3 separate regions of the Sus scrofa genome follow, and regions 1 and 3 are each linked to region 2. A link is a contact called in public Hi-C data. All regions are on one chromosome and are shown on one strand. The core of a region is the stretch at or near the end of the contact, and the rest is flanking DNA. Distances in the headings are between cores, read along the strand shown.

The links. A called contact is a pair of places that touch in the nucleus more often than the background predicts.
Region 1: a contact with region 2 is called in a Hi-C map of embryonic fibroblasts, with 1.6 times the contacts expected there. The contact joins two enhancer-like sites. A contact is called at or near these places in 3 of 47 Hi-C or Micro-C datasets (adipocytes, embryonic fibroblasts and fibroblasts).
Region 3: a contact with region 2 is called in a Hi-C map of embryonic fibroblasts, with 2.3 times the contacts expected there. The contact joins two enhancer-like sites. A contact is called at or near these places in 2 of 47 Hi-C or Micro-C datasets (embryonic fibroblasts and mesenchymal stem cells).

What each region holds. Positions count from the first base shown.
Region 1 is chr1:154,780,682-154,784,753 of Sscrofa11.1, forward strand. No RefSeq gene overlaps it. Among named protein-coding and RNA genes, the nearest start is that of DSEL, 140 kb to the right of the region's middle. Within about 2 kb of position 2,005, at least 3 of the 83 cell types and tissues checked have an H3K27ac peak or open chromatin away from gene starts, as enhancers often do. A contact at or near this core is called in embryonic fibroblasts, where this site is marked.
Region 2 is chr1:154,530,986-154,535,319 of Sscrofa11.1, forward strand. No RefSeq gene overlaps it. Among named protein-coding and RNA genes, the nearest start is that of DSEL, 390 kb to the right of the region's middle. Within about 2 kb of position 2,061, at least 3 of the 83 cell types and tissues checked have an H3K27ac peak or open chromatin away from gene starts, as enhancers often do. A contact at or near this core is called in embryonic fibroblasts, where this site is marked.
Region 3 is chr1:154,681,868-154,685,648 of Sscrofa11.1, forward strand. No RefSeq gene overlaps it. Among named protein-coding and RNA genes, the nearest start is that of DSEL, 240 kb to the right of the region's middle. Within about 2 kb of position 2,269, at least 2 of the 83 cell types and tissues checked have an H3K27ac peak or open chromatin away from gene starts, as enhancers often do. A contact at or near this core is called in embryonic fibroblasts, where this site is marked.

The sequences.
Region 1 (4,072 bases), core at 755-3,254, 250 kb after region 2:
TAATCACCTTGGTAACCATCTATGACTATTTGCAGTGAAAGAACAGCAGAAGTAAAGCATGCAATTTCCACCATACTTTTTTTAAAATTACTCAATGAACTTTATTACATTTATAGGTGTATAACAATCATCACAACCAAATTTTATATCATTTCCATCCCAAACCCTCAGTACATCCCCCACCGCCCAACCTGTCTCATTTGGAAACCATAAGCTTTTCAAAGTCTGTGAGTCAGTATCTGTTCTGAAAAGAAGTTCATGGTGTCCTTCTTTTTAGATTCCACATGTCAGTGATAGCATTTGATGCTGGTGTCTCATTGTCTGACTGACTTAACTTTATAAACACTTCCTATAGCTCAATACCAAAAAAATGAACAACCCCATCAAAAAATGGGCAGAAGATCTAAACTGACAGTTCTCCAAAGAAAACATACAGATGGCCAAAAAACACATGAAAAGATGTTCAACATCACTCATTATTAGAGAAATGCAAATCAAAACCACTATGAGGTACCACCTGACACCGGCCAGAATGACCATCATCAAAAAGTCTACAAACAATAAATGCTAAGAGGGTGTGGAGAAAAAAGAACCATATTACACAGTTGGTGGGAATGTAAATTGGTGTAACCATGGTGGAAAACAGTATGGAGATTCCTCAGAAAACTAACAATAGAATTACCATTTGATTCAGCAATGCCACTCCTGGGCATCTATCCAGAGAAAACCATGACTCAAAAAGACACATGTACTGCAATGTTCATTGCAGCACACTATACAATAGCCAAGACATGGAAACAACCTAAATGTCCATCAACAGAAGAGTGGATAAAGAAGATGCAGTACATATACACATATACTCGGTCATTAAAATGAAAGAAATAACAGCATTTGCAGCAGCATGGATGGACCTAGAAATTATCATCCACCATACACCATACTTTTTTAAAAAGTAAATCCTTTTGACCTGGATTTTCTCTTTCTTCATGTTCACCATGCTGATGACAATGGTGTCCCAAAGGAATAAAGACACTAAACAGGAAAGGATATAGACTCCTTGACAGTGATGTGGAGCAATGACGTGCCTGGAATTGGGAGATGTAAAGATCTCCTTGTTCAGCATATTCGATTTAGGATCACTTTGTTATAAAAGCTTAGCTTTACTCAAATGACACAGATCAGTAAGAAGCAAGGGTGGAAGGTGGGAATATCAGGGAGCAGGAGTGACACAGGCAAATTCCCTGAGGAAGCAATGTTCCTGGCACATTTGAGGGCCATCAGAAAACTCTACAGGTGAATGGGGAGAAGAAGGTGAGAGTTGAAAGAGACAACATTGGAGAGGAAAGAGGGTTCAATCCTTTTTTTTTTTCTAATTTTTGTATTTTCTCTAAAGTAGAAGTTATAAAATATGAAATACCTGTAAACTATTTTAAGGAACTTGACTCTAAACATTTTGGGATTCTATTAAAAAGATTAAAATAGAAGAGCAGGAGCTGAGTTGTATTATAAAAGCATTGCTCTGGCCACTCTGCTGAGACTAGTCTGTAAGGAGGCAAAGCAGAAGGAAGGAGATAAATTAGGAAAAAAATATTGATATGAAATCATTTCTTACTTGAATCAAGGTGCTAGCTATGACTGCAGTCAATGTGACTAGGTGGTGAGAAGTGATTAATGTGGATATATTTCGAAATAGAGCCCATAAGTTTTTCTAGACCTTTGGAAAAGGACTGTGAGAAAAAGAAATAACTCAAAGATGATCCCAGTGTTTTGGCTTGAGGTCCTGGGAGAATGAATTTCATATTCTGGGCAAGATGGAACATTTATATATGGATTTTGTCTCTACAATAATTTTTTAAAGTAATGGAAATTGTTCTTTCCCACATCTGAACAAATGTCCTAGAAACTATAAAACAAAGACATGACTAGTGCATATTCAACTCAGACATGAAATTGCAACACTGTCTTATCGGAAATAAGGTTTAATGTTTCACCTCTTCTTCAAGTCACAAAAAATGTGCAGTTGCAACACAGAATTAATCATGGGCTGAGTGAACACACTCTCCAAACTCTTTCTCATTACTGAGCTGCAAGAGGGAAACTTCTTGACAAACTGCTATTTCTCAACATCATCTTTATCATCCTCAAATGTTCTAATTCTGAGTTAGAAAGAGAATCCTGACACCTGGCTGTAAGTTTAAGTTGAACTGCGTCATGCTGCTTAGCTGTTTCTCTGGTCCTTGCCTTGCAGTCACCATGCTGACTCTTTACAATGAATGTGGGTTGGAAGGAGCAGAATCACTCAGTAAAATGTTATCAGTCACTTCACCCAGTTCTGTAATAAGACTAAACTCAAAACATTATTCAAAGGGGCTAGAACACGCAATTTTCAACATTGCAAGTTGCCTTTAACAAAAATATATACATAAGACTATTTTCACTAAAAGTAATTCCTTTATTAAGTAAGGCCCTTCTGACACCAACTTCTGAACTCTAAGTAGTTAGTTCTGATTCCCGGAGGTTTTTATGTGCTACCAACACTTATGATTTGTGAGAGGTATGCTTTCTCTTTGGTAAATTGGGAAGAGTGTTAGTGAAAGGAAGAGAAGGGTTGGCATTAGAGCAAGAGTCTTCCTAGTGTATCAATTTTAGGAAAGAGGACATGTGGACATGGGGAATTTTAAGACTGCCCATGATCAAGTGTCTCTTTCGTGTTGCCTGAGGGGTCTGCATGACCCATGGAAAAGCACAGCATCTGAGAAATGAAATACAGCACAGTTCCCCAGCAGCATTAATCAACACAGTAGTCATGGGTTTCAATATGTTCAATTAAACTTTTTTCAAAAGTAGTGATTCCAAATGACTTATTAAATTCTACTTGTATTGCCTACATTTTAGTTGAACAATTTATGCTTTATCCATGTTATTTTCCCTCCATTGGGCCATTATGTTCTTTTCTCCCTTTTACTATCTTGAGTTGAATACTCACTTCATGTACTACCAGTCTCAATTATATGAGAAAAATGCTAAAATATTAAATGTAAAAATAATAAGTATAACTCTTTCATAAATTCTCCCAAACTCAAAAGGCCATAGGAATATTTTCTATAAGTCCTTCTATCACATTTCTCTGGCCTCAGCTATTGTAATTCACAAATAAACTATGTTCATATAACCATTATCTCATCTAGATTATAAATCTCCTGGGGACCACAATGTCACCCATATGTCTATTGCCTCAGATGAACAGTCTCTGGCATAAGAACAGAGTTTAGAAAAATTGGTATGTGATGGCAGGAGAGCTAATTTTAAGGGACAGGATTTTTCAATCGACTGCTCCACTCTTTTCCTGTTCTCTTCTTTGCTTCTCTTGTAAAATAGTGCCTTTTCTTTATATAACAGGAGGAGAATCTAAAGTGCCTTGTATTCATTTTTGATCCAAAATAGAGTCTTTTGTAGAAGCCTGTAAATAAGTGTTACTAGTCATTACATTGGAAAAGGTATCAACCATTTAAGGCTGTATTAGAAGTTTACAATTGCTATTGCCAGAATGTAGAGTTTTGTGTTGTTTATTGTTTGTGGGGATTAAAATTAAAAATTGAAGTTAAAGTATATGTATAAACATACAAATATATGTACTTTAATTAATTTCATACACTGGATATTCACAGTGAAACAATTCAGCAAAGTTATTTAGATCTATCTTCTTGCCCTTATTTGTGTGTATATTTAGTTCTATGCAACTTTATTACATGCAAAGACTCATGAGACCACTACCACAGTCAAAATGCAGAACAATTTTGTCACAAACTTCCTCAGGCCACCTTTTGTAACACAATCACCTCTCTGTCCTTGATTCCCTAATACATGGCAACAATTAATCCATTCTCCACTTCTATCATTTTAAGAATCCTATCTATATAAAGGAAGCAGACGGTAAGTAACTTTTTGAGATTGGCTTTTATCATTCAGCATAATTTCTTTAAGATCTAGTCTAGTTGTTCTAGGTATCATTAGTTTGATTCTTTTTATTGCAGAATAGTGATCTATGGTATGAATGTAACAGTTTGGTTAA
Region 2 (4,334 bases), core at 811-3,310:
CCAACCCAATGCACATGGTGAAACTTGTGATCAATGAGTGTGGTGATTCCTAAGGGTGTGACTAAAAGGAGGAAATTATGGCAAGCAGTATGCAAATAGCCTATCACAGTTGCCTACAAAACCTAAAGTGGTCTACAGAACTCTGCTTCTTTATCTGTTGTGGAAGGGACAAGGTGTTTTTATGTGGACTTTAAAAAAATGTCACTGGTGTTTCAGCTCAGGAATCTTCAGCAGTTTATATGTTTGCATTCATATGCTTTACTAGGTCATTGGGATACATACCATTTTCTGTTCACCAGACGTGGCATCAATGTGATGGATCGGTGTGACATTTTGTAAAATAGAAATATACTATAATAGAGAGCAAAGGAATCAGCATTGCCTTGAAGTAAGATAATGAAACTATTGCTGTTCTTACCATCAAGTGACAAAATTACATCAGTCCTCTTGACTGATGAAAGAAAACCTTCACCAAATCATTTCCACATACTAAGGACATTTTCTGCCCTAATAGAGATACCAGGTTCAGTCCAGCATTTTCCAGAACTCATTTGTTTTCCGCAGAGATAGGTGGACAGACCAGCTGTTCCTGGCATGTTTGGCCCCTTCATGTCATTTCCGTACTTAGGTGAAATATAGGAGAGGCTAAACAGTGCAAATCAAGTACAGAGGAGTTAACTCTGTGGAGTGAGCTTTGACCAATGAGAAATAAAAGGTGGTAGGAAGCTCAGCAGATAAATTCTGTCTCCTTTCTCCTTCAAGTAGCCTCTTCGGAGAGGTTTGTGGCAGTAGAGCCTGCCTAAAGACATCCTTTGAGGCAAATAGCCGAATCTTGGCATTTGTTCACATCTTGTAAGCAGTGGGCACTGGGTAACAAATCATCTTGCATTTCCTCCATCATCCTCTGCCTCATTTTTCTTTGTCCTCACTCTCATTGACCTGGATTTTCATCTTTCGAATAAAGCATCAGCAATTTATCTTTGCCTCTGGCTGTGTTTTCTAGGATCCTTGGGATGCTGCCAATTTAAAAAAATGTGAAATCTGAGGAGAGACCAAAGGTTGCCCAATAATTATGTCTATTTGTCACAGGCATGGCATGTTTTTGGTTCAAAGTGGATTTCCTTTTTTTCTTTCACAGAGTTTGTTAAGAATTGACCATCTCTTTTGTAAGGTACACTTTCCTTTATATCCCCAATGCATTACTGATCCTCAATCCTTTCTCCTATTCCTGCTCTCTATCGAACCCCATTCAATGATCATCATTCCCAACTTTCTGCTTTCTAACCCAGAAAAATCTTACATGCTTAAAAAAAATATCCAAATTAGTGGAAGTAACAATTACATGAATTGTCTAGACAGGTTAAGCAAAAATGATTTAAAAATGTGCTCGGAGATCTTATAGGCAATTGGAGGTCGATGGATTATACTGCAAATATTAAACAACAATGTCTATATGTTATTGGATTAGTTGATATTTATCTTTTAAGTATTAGTGATCCAAAATTGAATTTTTTATTTTCTGACTGGGGCAGTGTTTAATAACATAGGAAACTTCTATCATTAACCATATAACCAGCAAAAGGGGAAAAAATAGGTTATTCAACTCTGTGCTGTACTGTTGGATTTGATTTTGATCAAAGTCAATTAGCGGAACAATAGTGGTATATATTACCCAGACTATCTCTTAGTTATAAAGTATCTGACTTAGTTTGGTTAACCATCCCTATTTGTATTTCACAGTTATTTCTGTGACCTATATTTGCAACATACCACTTGGATGATCTTTTTTTTTTTTTGCTTTTTAAAGTAAGAAGGAAGGACTTTAAGTGATTGCTATGTCTCAATGGAGAGAAGGTTATCCTATCTTGTAATGCCTTTCTTGATTCTTCTAATTCTGTGTCTCCCTTCAGGGAAAACCCATAATGCTCTGATAAAAGTAAGGAGAAGGAAGAACAATATAAGCAGCAATCCAATGGAATTGCTCAGTCACTGAGGTGATTCACAAGAGAACAAGGATCATGACCATCCACAACAGCCCATTCCCAGTTTTTCCTCTTGGTCAGCAATGCCAAAGAATATGAGAGGAAACAGATGAATAGCCACAGGCTTTATTACGTACACTGGTCTCAGTAAACATCATTGGGAAAAGTAGTAGGTATAAGCTCTTTAAAAACTCTCTGAAGTGTATATAACCTCCAGTTCATCCTTTCTTTAGGTTTTTCAATTTTTCCCTATTGATTTGGATGTTTGGGGGACAAATTATCCCAAGTTCTTTCCACATTCTTCACCCAATTTTGGCCTCATTAGATATGGATAGCTTTGCCCTTAGTAATAGTTTTCTTGATTCAATATTCTCTCATTATTCTGTGAGGTTCATTGCCAGAGAACTCAGGAGGGTTTCATGCACAATTTCAGCTTTCTTTAAAATCAGGAAATAGTCTTGGTTAGGCAACTACTGGGTTTTGCTTCTCAGTTTGGCAAAAGGCAGAATGCAATACTATTAGTTTTGCCCTGTTTTAGACATGCTAAGGAAAATAAGAGCAGATGAATACCTCTGGTTCTTTCCTGCTCTTCCTTTTATAATTATCTTCCATTTCATAATGTACAAAGTCACAATGACTGTGCTTGAAGAGAATGTTGTTAAATCTGACCAAACAAAAATGCTCCTGCCCTAATAAAGGACAGCTTAGGAAGAATTGATATAACAGAAATCTTGGCAAAGAAATGTGGAACATTTTTTTCTTTCTATAATTGCGCTATCATGTGGAATTCTGTGTCCTTCTCACTTTAAGGCTGTCCACTAGAGGATTATTAGTTCTGATGAGTTTGGGTTTTGTTTTTTTCTTTTTTTTTTTTTTTTTCTGTCTCACTAGAGACAGAAGCAAACCTGAGGAAAGGCACACACACACACACACACACACACACACACACACACACATACCTACATGTTTTTTTCTATTCACAAAGAAGAATATATTTTCTATAAAAATTAGTTTTATAAAACTGGATTTCCACTGTTAATAAAATCATAAGCAGCAAAATCCTGCAATGTATTTGCTTTCCTTTAAGTGAAAATCATCTGTTTAGGTGGAGCTCTGGTGGGCACTGACATAACAGATTCATATGTCATCTATGAAGGATTCTTACAGATGTACCACCTTGAAAATCTTGAAAGCCTCGTGGCCATCTCTCAAGCTGCCTGCCCTTGTCCGTGCATGGTGTCAGGGACCCTCATTCCTCTCAGCTTATCTACAGTTCTATATCCCCTAATTCAATTAGACATCCAGTACATGACCCACTGAGAACAAATTTTTGCTGTTTTGTTTCCTTCTGGATCCTTCCCTCCAAAGTGCTGCTGGTTTGTTGTTCTTGAAACATCAACTGTGTTTTATGAAACCTCGAAAATCAGCATTTGGACCTCTTAAAAGTCAGCTGTGCCTTATTGAAGCAAACCTATTCTTAGGTACTTTATTCTGATTCTTTTAAGATGAAGGTGGGTGATTGTGGGCAGATGAAATGAAGGGGGATCAGGAGGGCAGCAGCAATAAGGATAAAAAGAAAATCATTTGTAGAAATATGGTATTTATTGAATAATTTTGAAATAATTCAAGTTGTTATCCCCTCCCTACATTTTACTTATTCTACTAGCCATTCTGTGGGTGCAATATATGTCTGACACCACATAATACAGGTAACAGCCGCAAAATCATACAACCAGTTGACTGCAGAGAGAGATTTGCACATTAGCTTTTTTTTTTAATATAATGATTTTTATTTATTTATTTTTTCATTATAGCTGGTTTACAGTGTTCTGTCAATTTTCTACTGTACAGCATGGGACCCAGTTTAGCTTTATTTTTCCAGTGTTCCACTATCTCAGTTCTATCAGGTGTTGCCTACATTTCCCCAAGATCTACATTAACTACCTCTGTTTACAAGTTAATTGGCCCCTCCTCTACCATCAACCTTCCCACTTCCAGAACTATGAATTCAGTTCCAAGTCTACTCTACTCCTTTCCCTGCCCTGATTTCTTAACTGTACTCTTTCTGCATAATACCATTGCCATCTTGAGGAATTGCTCTCAAAAGAGAAACACCTGTGCTCACCCAATATATGGGGTATGAAATGCTACAGAGTAGATTATGAGTGTTTCAATGAGTGTAAGAAAACAAAAACTAATTTGTTCATACCAGAGACCAGATAGTTTTTGATAAAGGAAAAGTACTTAAAGATATGATTTCTGGGGTGCCCTACAATAGTCTAAAGTCTGGGAAGACTGCCTCATTAAGACTTTGCCAGATGACTAATATTTTTCCATCTTTTTATTTATTTT
Region 3 (3,781 bases), core at 1,019-3,518, 150 kb after region 2:
ATTGAAGAGTGAGGCAATATTTTTTGTTATTTGTACAGTTTAAATAATATGAAGTCAATGATAAACTACATAAAAATGTAAAAAAATCATTTGGAGTACTAATAAGTTTTCAAGCAAATAGAATGTTGTGTTCTGTGAAAATTATGCTTATCAAAATTATTTGCCTTTATGGAAGCAAAACTTATATGCAATAATGTTGCAACTATGGAATGCAAAACAGAGAAGTGAAGAAAACATAATAATATCAATAGTTTTCATTTTTAAGATATGTTGATTTCTCCTCAAGGCAGAGAATACAGTCATGCATGCAGGCAGATGATGAATGTGGTGAACTAGTCATCTATTAAACTAGGGATGGTCATGACTTCATTCAAACAGACATATGTGTTAACTATAGAAGAAATCCTACATTCAGTGACTACAAAGTAGAAAAAGAAATATCAAAAGAGGTAATATTGGAAAAGCAATGTGATTATCTTACTTTAAGACTTACCAAAAGTGCTGAGGAGAAAATACAGTTTCCAGGTATGTATGTTACCTCTTTTCCACCTAGTCTTCTCTCTTTTAAGGGTTGATTTCAGATGTTCATATTCAGAAATCCCCAGTTGTTGTTAGTAGGGGCAGAGTTTCATAAGATGTAAAAATTAAACTAAAGTTTTTCTCAAAAGTAGCAATGAGAGGCAAAGCTTAATTATACCAGGCAATCATAATTTTTTCTAAGTTAACCTAATAGTGATGTATTTGATCCATTGTTGATTGTATGCTAAACTAGTTTTTACCTTTAAAAAGGTTGTCATAGACATATGAACACATTACTATTAGTTGAAATGAGTGCAGAATGAACTTTTTAACATCTTCAATAGTGTTATTTGAATAATTAGTTCTATTAAAATACAACCTGAGATATAATATTTGATTGTTCAAACTATAACTGCATAAAAGATGTAAGTATAGCCTTTTGAGATTGTGCTGCTCATGTTACAGGCTGTCTTATTCACACACATGAAGTCTGTAAAGCCCAGAATTAATCCCTAAGGCATGTTAATGCAGTTCTTTGACAACTCTTATTAACTATAACAAGGTATTTAAATTGCAGATACCCTGCTGACTGAATATTCAAAAGGCACCTGACAGCTCCACACCAGAATACCAGATGCTGCTTGCAGAACATTCCATGTTTTATTTTGTGATTTATGAACGATCAACTTAGTTTTAGTACTTTTCTGGCATTAGAGGAAAAAAACAAGAAAAGAAGGAAGGAAAGATGAAAAGAAGGAAGAAAAGGAGGAAGGAAGGAAGGGGGTCACTCAGATGTCAAGAACCAATCATATGACACTTATACATTCTTTTCCTCACAACTGATATTTGAACACAGATCTTCATGCCTCTTTATCTCACCTCTCCCATTCTGTTGGCCCCACTCTACTCTTCAATGTGGAAATTTCTGATTTTCCAGTCTTTCCATGACATCATCAATTGAAATTATTTTACGTTACTAGAATTTAAGTATATGGTTGTCTTTATTTTACTTAATTTTAATATTAATTAATTAACATCTTTAAAAAAACTGGTGTTGTTTTTGCTTTACCCAAAAGACAATGATTTATACCCTTTGGGGCTTTTGATAATCTTCATAATTAATCATTATCAGGTGATTGTTCTTTTCAAAGGCAACGATGGAAAATTTTAGCTGCAGAACAATTCCCCAGGGAATGGGAAGGGTAACCATTCTTATACCCTACCACAAACTCTGAATACAGATTTAGCCCTCCCTCCCATTATTGTACTTTTCCTTGAACAGGATGCCACAGCAGAATACAATGAAATAACCATGAATGTCAGAGTCTGACAGACTTGGTCTTAGTTCCATTTCCACCTCTTTTTGGTCTGCATATTTGCATATTCTCAGCCTCAAATTTTTTTCTTTCTTGTAACTGACAGCACAATGTCTGCTCCTCGAGGTTGATATAAAAATTAAATTGCTAATAGGAACTTTAAATGGGTTGACATTGCATTAAAAAAAATTATTGACATTTGTCATTTGGTCATAATGTATTATGATTATGTCAGTCTTTCTCAACTACATTTTTTAAAATTTAGTTTTATTATTTTTAAGAAGTAGGGGTATGAAATATGGGAATAATGAAGGGAACTGAAAAAGGAAACTCAAGAGGTTATAAATAGATATCGAGTGAATATTCCATTCACACAAACTGCCACATTAAGATTTAGTAGTTTTATGACTTTTCAGAATGGAATGTTTGTCCTTGCTGACCTTGCTCCCTCCCTGATTCTTACCCTCCACCCTTGCTGTCAACAGTCTGTGCCCAGTCCTTCAGTTACAATCCAAAGCAGCTCTTCTACTCAATGAAAGGCTCCTTTTGTACTTAAATCCAAAGACTCCAAGCTCTTTTTAAACTCCCTCATTTGGACTATGAACTCTGAAGCTTTCTAACCCCCTGTACTTCTTTTTTCATATATTTGAATGTTTGCAGTGAAATGTACATAACATAAAATTTGCATTGGAACCATTGCTAAATGTAGAATTCAGTGACATTAGTTGCAAGTATCATCATTATTTCCAAAATGTTTCATCACTCCAAACAGAGACCCTGAGACCACTTTACTCATTTTTCCTCACCATGGCCCATGGTAATTTTTATCGCATTTGCTCTTTCTCTGTTTCCCTGTTCTAAATTTTTCATGTAAGTGGAATCATACAGTATTTTTCCTTTTGTGTCTGGCTTATTTCACTTAGCATAATGCTTTCACAGTTCTTGTATATTGTAGCCTGTATGAAAATTTTGTCACTTTTTTATGGTTGAGTCTTTCATTTCATTGTCTTAGTTTTCTAGGGCTGTGATAAGAAAAGTCCACAAACTGGGACTTAGGGCTGTCCTCTCACTTCAAGCCATTTGTTCTTCCCAAATAGTACTGTGCTGCAGAGTTAGGCTGAGCTGGCAGGGCCTTGAGGATCTCTATCTCAGCACAACTGAAAGCCCATTGTGGTGCCCCCCTAACATTTGAGTCAGACTTGCTGGGAAGTTCTGCACAACCAATCCTTCCTGCTGCCTTGGAATGTCCCCATAGCCAATCTCACTGGCTACAAAATGAATTCAGGAGTCTCCTTTACAAGAAAACATGTGCTTGTGGGTACTTTCACATGCCAATTCTTGAATTACTTGGGGTTTATTTTTGTTTGTTTGTTTTTGTTTGTTTGTTTGTTGTTTTTTTAGGGCCACACCTGTGGCATATGGAAGTTCCCGGGCTAGGGGTCAAATTGGAGCTCTAGCTGGTGGCCTGTACCATAGCCACAGCAATGCAGGATCCAAGCCGCGTCTGGGACCTACACCATAGCTCACGGCAGTGCCAAATCCTTAACCCACTGAGCAAGGCCAGGGATTGAACCTGCGTACTCATGGATACCAGTCATATTCGTTTCCACTGAGACACCATGCGAACTGCCACACTTCGGTATTTTTGTTTGAAAAACACTGATACCAATGATGATGAAGCCATGATTTGCGAGGGCTTATAAAGCAATACTCACTCTGCTAAATGCTTTGTCTATGTTACCAACTTTATCACTGTTCCATGAAAAAGACACTGTGGAACAAAGTCTTACCATTGTTATTTCACACATTATTGCATAAGGAAGGGCAGTCTCTATAGAGATTAAATAACAAGTCTAAGTCCAAATAGCAGGGAAAGAATTTGGAACCAGACATGTCTGACCCCAAAATGTAAACTCTGTAGCTGAATGCCATCCTAAGAAAAGCAA